2 separate regions of the Sus scrofa genome follow, and region 2 is linked to region 1. A link is a contact called in public promoter capture Hi-C data. All regions are on one chromosome and are shown on one strand. Each heading gives the region's core, a stretch centred on a gene start, on an enhancer-like site or on the middle of the called end of the contact. The rest is flanking DNA. Distances are from core to core; before and after follow the strand shown. Region 1 holds the start of TTL (tubulin tyrosine ligase). Region 2 holds the start of ZC3H6 (zinc finger CCCH domain-containing protein 6).

Region 1 (4,986 bases), core at 351-2,850:
GAAGAGAAGCAGCCACAACGTTTTGGCCTGAGTTCTCTAAAAAGGTAGTCCTGGTATAACGATTTGAGGTTTACTGCGAAAGTGACCCCAAGACAGGTGGGATAGAAAACCGGAAAAGGAGGGAACCTAACAAGAGAAGATGCAGAAAGGAGTAAGTTGCAGCTGCGGACAATCAGAACTCTTCTGCAGCGACCTTGAAATAGAGCGTAGGATATATGCCTCCCGGCAGATTCATTCTCTGGAGGTTAGGAAGCCGGGCACTAGATACCCGCATTCCTCAGGGATGTCGGATTGCTGGGACGGGTGTGAAGGAACGTCATCATTACAGCACTCCTGGGTCTTGCCCCATTTCTCCTCTAAGCGAGCTTCCCATGGCCAGTGGAGCCTATGGGCAAAATGGAAGAAAGGAGGGCAATTTTACAATATAAGTAGATACCATGAGCACAGGGAGAGCAGGACAGGAAAGGTCGCAGGATATTCTTTCTCTAAAGAGTAAGACATCGGAAGCACATGGGTGATGTAGCTAATTTTTGAGGAAGTGTAGGAAGTTTGCGGGAAATCTGGTAGAGTCCTCTCTCTATTCCTCAAAATGCACCAAAAATGTTTCCTAAAAGGAAGTCAGGTAGGATCAGAACCAAGGGACTTTAAAGAACCTCCTTCCGGAGTTCCCGTCATGGCGCAGTGGTTAACGAATCCGACTAGGAACCATGAGGTTGAGGGTTCGATCCCTGGCCTTGCTCAGTGGGTTAAGGATCCGGAGTTGCCGTGAGCTGTGGTGTAGGTCGCAGACGCGGCTCGGATCCTGCGTTGCTGTGACTCTGGTGTAGGCCAGTGGCTACAGCTCCGATTAGACCCCTAGCCTGGGAACCTCCATATGCCACAGAAGCGGCCCTAGAAATGGCAAACAACAACAACAAAAAAGAACCACCTTCCGCCAACTCAGAAGGGGAAATCGGTCCGGAGGACGAAAAGCGAGTGGCCCAGCGCCGGTAAACGGCAGGGCGGAGTCCAGGGATCCTAGGGTCTGTGTGTGATCGGCGAATCTGAAGTCACCCCCTGGCTATGCACCATCCAGGAGGTCTCAGCAGGCTACGGAAGCATTCGACCCAAACGAAACCAACAGCCGCTTCTACGCCTCGGGTTCTCTGCGGTCCTTAAGCAGGAAAGTAAAAGAAGCCCATTTTGGACAAAGAATGGGGACTTACAACTTTCTGTTTTCATCCAGAAAACGTCCCTTTGAAAGAGTAGGTTGAAAACTACCAGAACAAGCCCTAAAAAGGGATCTTCCTCTGGCACCGCCCCCTTGGCCGTGACCCCGGGCTCGGGAGGACCGCCCCAGCTTCCGGTCCCACTCAGGGGCCTGTTCGGGAAGCTGAGGCTAAAGCCGCGCCCCCTCCTCCAGCCCCCGCACCATCTGCAGCTGGCAGCCCGCTCAGAGAGGGAGCCTGGCGCGCCCCCCGCGCACAGGCCCCCTCCCATCCGCCCGCCCTGGAGCCGGCCGCGCGGAATCACGGGGCGGAGGCGGAGCCGCGCCGACAGTGGGCGCGGCGTCGGGGCTGCGCTCGCTGCTCTGGCAGACGCGCGGGCGCCCGGGCGCCCGCGGCCGGCTACCCTAGAAGCGTGAGGGGCGGGCGCCCAGGCCGCTGGCGGGGGCGCGGCTGGAGCGTGTGGGGCGGGGCCGGCGGGGCCGACGGGTCGGGAGCGCGGCAGTCGCCCCGGCTGGTCCCACGCTGAGCAGCCGCTTGGCCGGCTGTTTCCTGCAGCGGCTGCAGGGGTGGCCCCGGCGCGCGGCCCTTCACCATGTACACCTTCGTGGTGCGCGACGAGAACAGCAGCGTTTACGCCGAGGTCTCCCGGCTGCTGCTCGCCACCGGCCACTGGAAGAGGCTACGGCGGGACAATCCCAGGTTCAACCTGATGCTGGGAGAAAGGAACCGGCTGCCCTTCGGGAGACTGGGTGAGCTTCCCCGTTTCGCGCCCTCCCGCTCCTCCCGGTAGAACGGGCGCTTTTGTTTTAAGGTCAGAAACCTTCCCTCCGTCGTTTCTCGGGCAGATAGATAAAAAATGCATCCCTTAAAGGACTAAGCCCATCGTTTTTCGTGCCTTCTCATCTCCTAAATCGGATTCGGGGCGGGAATGTAGGTGCGGGCTCCTGGAGCCGCGGCTGCCTCTTTACCATGACCCGTCCCTGCAGCCGGGGGCGGGGAGCCCAGGCCTCGCGTCTCCCGGATTCCCCAGGCCCGACGTCCCCAAATCCGGCAGGTCCGCTGGACAGATCGCCGGGCGGGGCGCGGCTACGCGGAGCCCGCTGCTGAAATCTCGCCGGAGTCCTCTTGCACATTTTCTTCACTAAGGATCCTGCCCTGCCTATGTTGGCGCGGGAGGGGAGCTTGTGTGTGTTGAAAACCCTGAGGATTCAGCTACCCAGAGGCTCAGTTAAACTGTCAAAGGATTTGGAAGAGACCTGGATTCTGAAAGCCTGAGCTTCAGCAGTGAGCCCAGCCCAGGGAAGGGCGGAAGGGTGTCTTCTCTTAGCTTCACCAAAGAACACATTCTCACGATCGTGGGTTGAATGCAGATGGTAGGTGACGCTGGATTCTCAGCCCTACTCTCTCTGCGGGAGTTACCTTCATTCACGTGGTTGAAGCTGGCACCACCGCGTCTACATCTTCCTCTGGAGGAAGGTGCTGGGGAAGCAGAGGACCGGCGGCTCCTTTTTAGATGATGTAAACCAGAAGTTGTGCACAGCACTTCAGACTCACATCCCATTGACCTGAACGTAGTCTCACGGCCTCTGACTGCACAGTCATGGGGGAATTGCAGCCTCACTAGGGGTAGCCATGTTCCCTGCCAGAAATTCCCCTGGGGTGGGGACCTGATCATATTGCCAGAGACAAATCCGTCAAGAGGAAAAGTCATCCCTGCCTTGGAGGGCTTCTCAGAGAGCCGTGTTCTATGTCCGGAGAGGGTACGGTTTTTAGAAAATAGGTGTGGTCAGAGGGTGGAGAGGTTGAATAGGGAAAGACTGAAAATAGACCATTTGGAATTGACTAGCCCTTGATGGGCTTATGGGGGGGGGACTGTAATGATTTGAGGGATGAAGGGTATTTCTACTTAGGCTTGCTGAAACTTTTTCTTTGGGAAAGGACCACCGACAACTTTCTATTGTTGTACAAGTGTGCCATGTATGATGAGGACTCCATGGAAGGGCTGATTCCAACCCCTAGAAGTCTTGGAATACAGAGAATGTGCCTGGAAGTTCCCTTTTGCGAAACTGTCTCCCCAGGAAGCCCTCAGCAAAAGAAGAAACCCTGAGTATAGTCGAGAATGTTTATTTCTGACTTGTTCTGTATGCTTCCCTGCCTGACTGACTTTCCTCCTTGAACTGAGCAGTGCCCGGCGGTCAGAGCTTAGGTGGAATCCTAAAATTAAAAGCTGACGAAAAATGGCTCTGTGGGGGCTGCAGCAGGGGTGGTTGGCACTGCTGCGAGGTTCCAGGTGAGGGAGAAAGAGACCAAACCTAGAGGGTCCAAATCCTAAACAGTGACCGTGAAGTCAGCAGATGATCAGTAAACATTTATTTGTTTTTTGGCTGCACCTGTAGCATGCAGAAGTTCCCAGGCTGGGGGTAGAATCTGAGCCGCAACTGTGACCTGTGCCACAGCGGTGGCAACACCAGATTCTTAACCCATTGCACCATAGTAGGAGCTTCAGTAAACTTTTTTTTTTTTTTTTTTTCTCTTTAGGGCCACACCTGCAGCACATGGAAGGTCACAGGCTAGGGGTTGAATTGGAGCTGCAGTTGCTGGCCAATGACACAGCCACAGCATTTTGGGACCTGAGCCACATCTTTGAACTGCACCACAACTTGCAGCAATGCCAGATCCTTAACCCACTGAGCAAGGCCAGAAATTGAACCTGCATCTTCATGGATACTAGTTGGATTCTTAACCTGCTGAACCACAGTGAGAACTCCAACATTTAATTTTTATGGGAAAGAAAATGGCATCCCACAACCAGATGGTTATTGGCCTTCCCTGTTAGAAATATTTACGTTTTGCTTGAAGTACACTGTGTGAAACCCAAAGAGATGGCCCAGCCTGTAAAGGTTCAGGAATGCCAGTGCCATGGGGATAAGAAGGTAGGCAGTTCAAGTATGAACCAGCCATCAGTCCCAGAGAGACCAAGAGAGCTAGTCAGTGCCTGAAACTTTTTACTTAATTGTATGCTGTTCTCAGATGAATTATTCTTACCTCTGGCATCTTCAGTTTAAACTCCCTTTGTTTGGTTCTACTTTTATTTGTGCTGCTGAAAACTCTATGCATTTTCTTATGATGTTAAACAAAAATGGAGACTTTTGGAGTTCCTTGGTGGCTCAGCAGGTTAACGGTCCAGAGTTGTCACTGCTGTGGCTTTGGTTACTGATGTGGCAAGAGTTCAATCCCTGGCTTGGAAACCTCTACATGCTACAGTGTGACCGAAAAAAAAAAAAAAAAAAAAAATTTGAGGAGTTCCTGTCGTGGCGCAGTGGCTAACGAATCCCACGAGGAACTGTGAGGTTGCGGGTTTGATCCCTGGCCTCGCTCAGTGGGTTAAGGATCCGGTGTTGCCATGGTGTGGTGTAGGTCTCAGACGTGGCTCGGATCCCACGTTGCTGTGGCTCTGGCATAGGCCAGCGGCTACAGCTCCAATTAGACTCCTAGCCTGGGATCCTCCATATGCTGTGGGAGCAGCCCTAGAAAAGACAAAACAAAAAAACAAACAAACAAACAAACAAAAAACTTTGATGCTTTTGTAGAGATTATCATATTGAGTGAAGTAAGTGTGGCAGAGAAAGACAAATATTATATGCTGTCACTTATGATTGTATGGTTCCACTTATGTAGAATCCAAACAATAGTACAAATGAATTCATTAACAAAACAGAAACAGACTCACAGACATAGAAAACAAACTTATGGCTAGCAAAGGGGAAGAGGATGGAGA
Region 2 (4,945 bases), core at 2,185-4,684, 130 kb before region 1:
CTTGAGCCCCACAAGCATTTAGGAACTTTACAAACTGCCAGGAAGGCTGAAGAAGAGGCCCCTTAATCCTCCATCTAGGATGATCATTCAGGAGACTTTGCTCAAGGTCTCTTTTAATGTCTAGTGTTCTGCCTTTCCTAGGTCATTAGACCACTGAAATTTCTGCCATACTGAGAACATGGTATGCCAGGGCTTATTCTTACTACTCTGGAGCAAAACAAGGTGAATGAAATGATTTTTTTTGTTTTTGTTTTTTTTTGGTATTTTGTCTTTTGTTGTTGTTGCTATTTCTTGGGCCGCTTCCGCGGCATATGGAGGTTCCCAGGCTAGGGGTCGAATCGGAGCTGCAGCCACTGGCCTACGCCAGAGCCACAGCAACGCAGGATCCGAGCCGCGTCTGCAACCTACACCACAGCTCACGGCAATGCCGGATCGTTAACCCGCTGAGCAAGGGCAGGGACCGAACCTGCAACCTCATGGTTCCTAGTCGGATTCGTTAACCACTGCGCCACGACGGGAACTCCTGAATTTTTCTTAAAGTTAAACATATTCTTGGTGTTAAAATGTCCTTTCTTTAATGAAATAACTGCAATAGGGTTTTTTAAAGTCCTTATTTGGCAAAATAAAATGTTGGGACCTTTACATCAGTTATAATTTTTTCTGTGCATGGGTGTGTATGTGTGTGTGGGGGGTGAATGCCAAAGACAAACAAAGACAGACATTAGTTAAAGCAGTAAAAACAGATTTTATTCACTATTGACCAAGAGAGAAATAGCTGAGCTCCATTTCAACTTGTGTAGCAGTGACTGGGCACTTTAAAGGATGAAGAAAACACATATTGTGTAGTTCGATTTAGATGAAATCTTCAGAAATGGCAAACCTATAGAGATGAAAAACAGATTAGTGGTGCCTGGAGCAGGGTGGCAAGATAGGATTAACTGTAAATAGCCACTTAGGTTGATTGGATGTTTTAAAACTGAATGCTGCACAACTTGGTACACTTGCTAAAAATAATTTAAATGTACAGTTAAAAATGGGTGAATTTTATGGCCTATATCCATAAAGCTTTTAACAGCAACAACAACAATGGGAGAATGAGGAAGAAGAAGCAGGGCAAAAGTTCAAAATTACAAAGGGTTGTGCAGTGTCAATTTGATTAATCTGGCAGCTGGCAATTATGGAAGTCAGGACTCTATCCTCTGAATATGGCGTTGTCGTTGTCACGTGCTAAGAGTTCTGGAGTTCTCATGGTCCATATTTCATTGTTAAGTAAAATCTACTAGCTTGGAAACGGATAATCTGGTTTAATCTCTGTGATGAAAGCATGCCTTCTTAACCGAGGCAGTTAAAGAAAAGGAGAGGAATGCTGAGGTTTGCTTAGCCTTCAACTTAAATATTTTATCTGAACGTCTCTGAACACTTCTGGATTCTAAATACACAGTTTCAAAGGCACACGACCTCCTGCCCTGCATACCATCCACAGGGTCACTCCTTTTCTGTTACCCAAGGAAGAAGACCAGGATCTGAGGCTGTATTTCAGCTATCAAACTCATCTGGTGGTGCATATCAAGGGTTAGGAAGGAGGCTTTTCATCTAGAGAGAACTGTATTCATTGTTTCACAACGCAGCAAACCAAAGACCTTAGAGTGAGTTTGAAAGGGATCCCAAGGCCTCCAGATACAGCGGTCAGGGGAAACTTTAAGTGCAATAAGAGAACAGCCAACTGCTTACCTCAATGTCTTGGGAAGACTGCAGAGAAATGAACTCTCCTAATTAGTTACAGTAAGATCTAAGTAACATGGTTACAATAGAGACAAAGTACAGATTCTTGCAAAACTTCAAATGCAAATTATTGTTACTCTGGACAAAATATACCTGCTTTTGAAAGTTTCCTAGAAATGTAATGTATCCAAGTGTGGCAAGTGCCTGCAGAATTATTCATAGGTGTACAGCTCCTGTCAAGGGCTGCATTCAATTTAGAAAAAAATTGAATGCTGTTTTTCAATATACATATCCACATTTTTTTTTCTTTTTTTGCTATTTCTTTGGGGCCGCTCCCATGGCATATGGAGGTTCCCAGGCTAGGGGTCTCATCAGAGCTGTAGCCACCGGCCTACGCCAGAGCCACAGCAACGCGGGATCCGAGCCGCATCTGCAACCTACACCACAGTTCACAGCAACGCCAGATCATTAACCCGCTGAGCAAGGGCAGGGATCGAACCCTCAACCTCATTGTTCCTAGTCGGATTCGTTAACCACTGCGCCACGACGGGAACTCCAATATCCACATTTTTTTAATTTAAAATTTAATCTAGTTGCAATTGCTTCTAAACGTCCTGTGTCTATGCATCTACAAAATACATTTTCTCGAAAGTCAGATATTTGGGAGGATTAATTATTAATCCATCATGCTGATTTAAAAAAGGGACGTTGGAGTTCCCTTTGTGGCTCAGCAATTAACAAATCTGACTAGCATCCATGAAGATGCAGGTTTGATCCCTGGCCTCGCTCAGTAGGTTAAGGATCCGGTGTTGATGTGAGCTGTGGTGTAGGTCGCAGACACAGCTCAGATCTGGCGTTGCTGTGGCTGTGACGTAAGCTACAGCTCTGATTTGACCGCTAGCTTGGGAACCTCCATATGCCCAGGTTTTGGCCCTAAAAAGACAAAAAAAAAAAAAAAAAAAAAAAAAAAAGACATTCATTCAAAACTAAATGGGCCAAAATGTTGTCATTAAATTTTAGAAAAAAGATCACGTTTATAAGTGCAAAGAAATGTAATAGTTAGCTTTTATTTATAAAATATTCACATGTATTTTACATATAAAATGTAAATGTTTTTATGGAATAACTTAAAGCTCATATAATTCTTTTAGCAATTTTTCTTTCATTATTAATAACTGGGTAGATAAATTCAGTATTAAATATCAGAGTTACGTGCCAAGCTATTTTCCTCCAAACGTGATTCTGGGCATTAACCGTTACAGAAAACAAGATCCGCTACAACCTTGAAGGAGAAAGTACATTCCCCTACTATTTAAGCAACAAAGGTTTCTTTTTTTGTTTTTTGTTTTTTTTTGACTCTAGAGCCGTCTCACTGCTGTCCACATTTGCTAATGGCTTTGGGGGGGGGCCGTTTGTTTGGGTACGTCTGAAACCGCCCCCCCAATCTCTGGGAGGCGGCGTCTCGCAGGGAACACCGCGAGGCACCTCCGTAGGCGCGGAGGCACAGCGCGATCTCGCTGATCGCCTACCCCGCCCTAAACCACCCCCCGGCTCCGCCCGGCACAGCCTTCAGAGACTGCCTCCTCCGCCGCTTCACAGGAAAGCGTGGGAACCCGCCCCCGGGAGTGATGGACGGGCCTTCTCCTCCAATGGGAAGCGCGCTCGGCCCCGGCGGGCTGGGTAAGGGCCGCGGCACGCGGAGGAATCTCTTCTGCCCTTTAGTCCCGGGCTAGGTGTTGCGGCAGGCGCCATTTTATCGAGCCGCCGGTCTCGGGTGCCGCCATGTTGGTGAGGAGAAATCACCGTTACGGCCACTGTCCAAATCCCCGCGTCGGTGCACGCCGCCCGGCTGCTCCCAAGCCTCAGCCACCGGCGGCGAATAGAGACTAAAGCGGCAGCGCCGGCAGCGCGGGGCCGTGGCCCAGTGTTTGCAGTTAGAGCCCCACCTCTCTGGCGTGGTTGTTAATAGACTGGAAAGTCTGTGTCTGTGTCGCTCACTAGTAACCGTGAGTTTTTACCACTTCGTCACCTCTCGGCGGCGGCCGGGAGCAGGTACCCGCAGGCGGCGCAGGGAGCCTCCCCGCGCCCCGCCGCCGCCGGCCTCGCAGACCTGCCCTCCAGCCCCGCCCCGTTCTTGACCAAACATGACAGACTCTGAACATGCAGGGCACGACAGGTCGGGAACCCTTCTTGTCTGTCTTTCTGTCGGATGAGAGGAGGGGTCTGGGGCGGCGGGAGCGGGCCGGGGCCGCGCGCCTCCTGCATGACCTAGACGTCTCTGTGTGGCTCCATCCGTTCCATGACGTGCGCCCCGATGCAAAGCCCGGGCCCGCGGCCGCGGGGGAGGTCGGCCCGGCCGCGCCCGCCTCCCCGCGCGGGGTCCTTCCCGGCCGGCCCCGCCCCCGGCCGCACGTGCGAGCCCCGAGCCCCCCGCCTCTGGGCGGCTCTGTCGGCGCCGGGCGGCTTCCGCGGGCGGCTCGGGGCTGCGGTCCAGCCTGGGCTCGGAGGAAGCGGCTCCCGGTGCGGGGCCCGGCCCTCATGTCCCATGAGGACCCGCCAGGAATTTTCAGTAACTGGTGATTTGTTTGACTACTACCCTAGCACACTCCTAAGAATAAACATGCTTTGGGTTTGTTTTTGTTTTTGTTTGTTCTTTCTTAGGAAAATTTTAGGCAACCCCCAAAAGCCGTGTATTCGCACAGGCTTACCCCTAGCAATTTTGAAACGGCAAGTTTCAAATGTTACACAAAAGAGTTAGACTTTGCAGACCTTCGTGTACCACAGTTTTCTCCTAAAGTAAGGACTCCATGGATCATTCAGTCTAGCCCGGTTTTCTAAATACTATGTATCATTGGAAAATTTGAGATTCTGACTTTTTTATCTTTGCTATGCCTTAAGAGGCCCATTCTTAACTCCGTTTAATGATTTGGGCGTATTGACGTATTTTAAATAGCATAAATAGCATACTTAGGATTTGGTTAAAATTTTAATTTATAGTGCTAGCCATCTTAATCGTTAAAAAAAGAAAGGGTGGGCCTTCATTAAATTGCTGGGTCAAAATACATTGTATCTTATTCTTATTTAGAATGTTTAAAAATTCAGAACCTGTGCGTTACTCCCTTGCGAATGGAATTAATCAAAACATACCTTGTGCTCTAGGCTGTATACAAGTTGCTGGAGTTTTTACCTGTGCAGTAATGTGATCTGCTTTTGGTAAAGTATA

What was found. Promoter capture Hi-C pulls out the DNA fragments that hold promoters and counts their contacts.
Region 2: a contact with region 1 is called in a promoter capture Hi-C map of liver, with 3 times the contacts expected there. The contact joins the promoter of ZC3H6 here to the promoter of TTL in region 1. A contact is called at or near these places in 3 of 5 promoter capture datasets (fetal liver, fetal skeletal muscle and liver), 8 of 47 Hi-C or Micro-C datasets (heart right ventricle, liver, mesenteric adipose tissue and 2 more) and 2 of 2 datasets of contacts at active chromatin or transcription factors (alveolar macrophages and skeletal muscle).

What each region holds. Positions count from the first base shown.
Region 1 is chr3:44,019,225-44,024,210 of Sscrofa11.1, reverse strand. It overlaps TTL (tubulin tyrosine ligase), which reads left to right and starts at 1,600. Exons shown (of 7, transcript NM_001004041.1): 1 at 1,600-1,957. The coding sequence starts at 1,801.
Region 2 is chr3:44,147,402-44,152,346 of Sscrofa11.1, reverse strand. ZC3H6 (zinc finger CCCH domain-containing protein 6) reads left to right here and starts at 3,434. Exons shown (of 12, transcript XM_021087025.1): 1 at 3,434-3,898. The coding sequence starts at 3,867.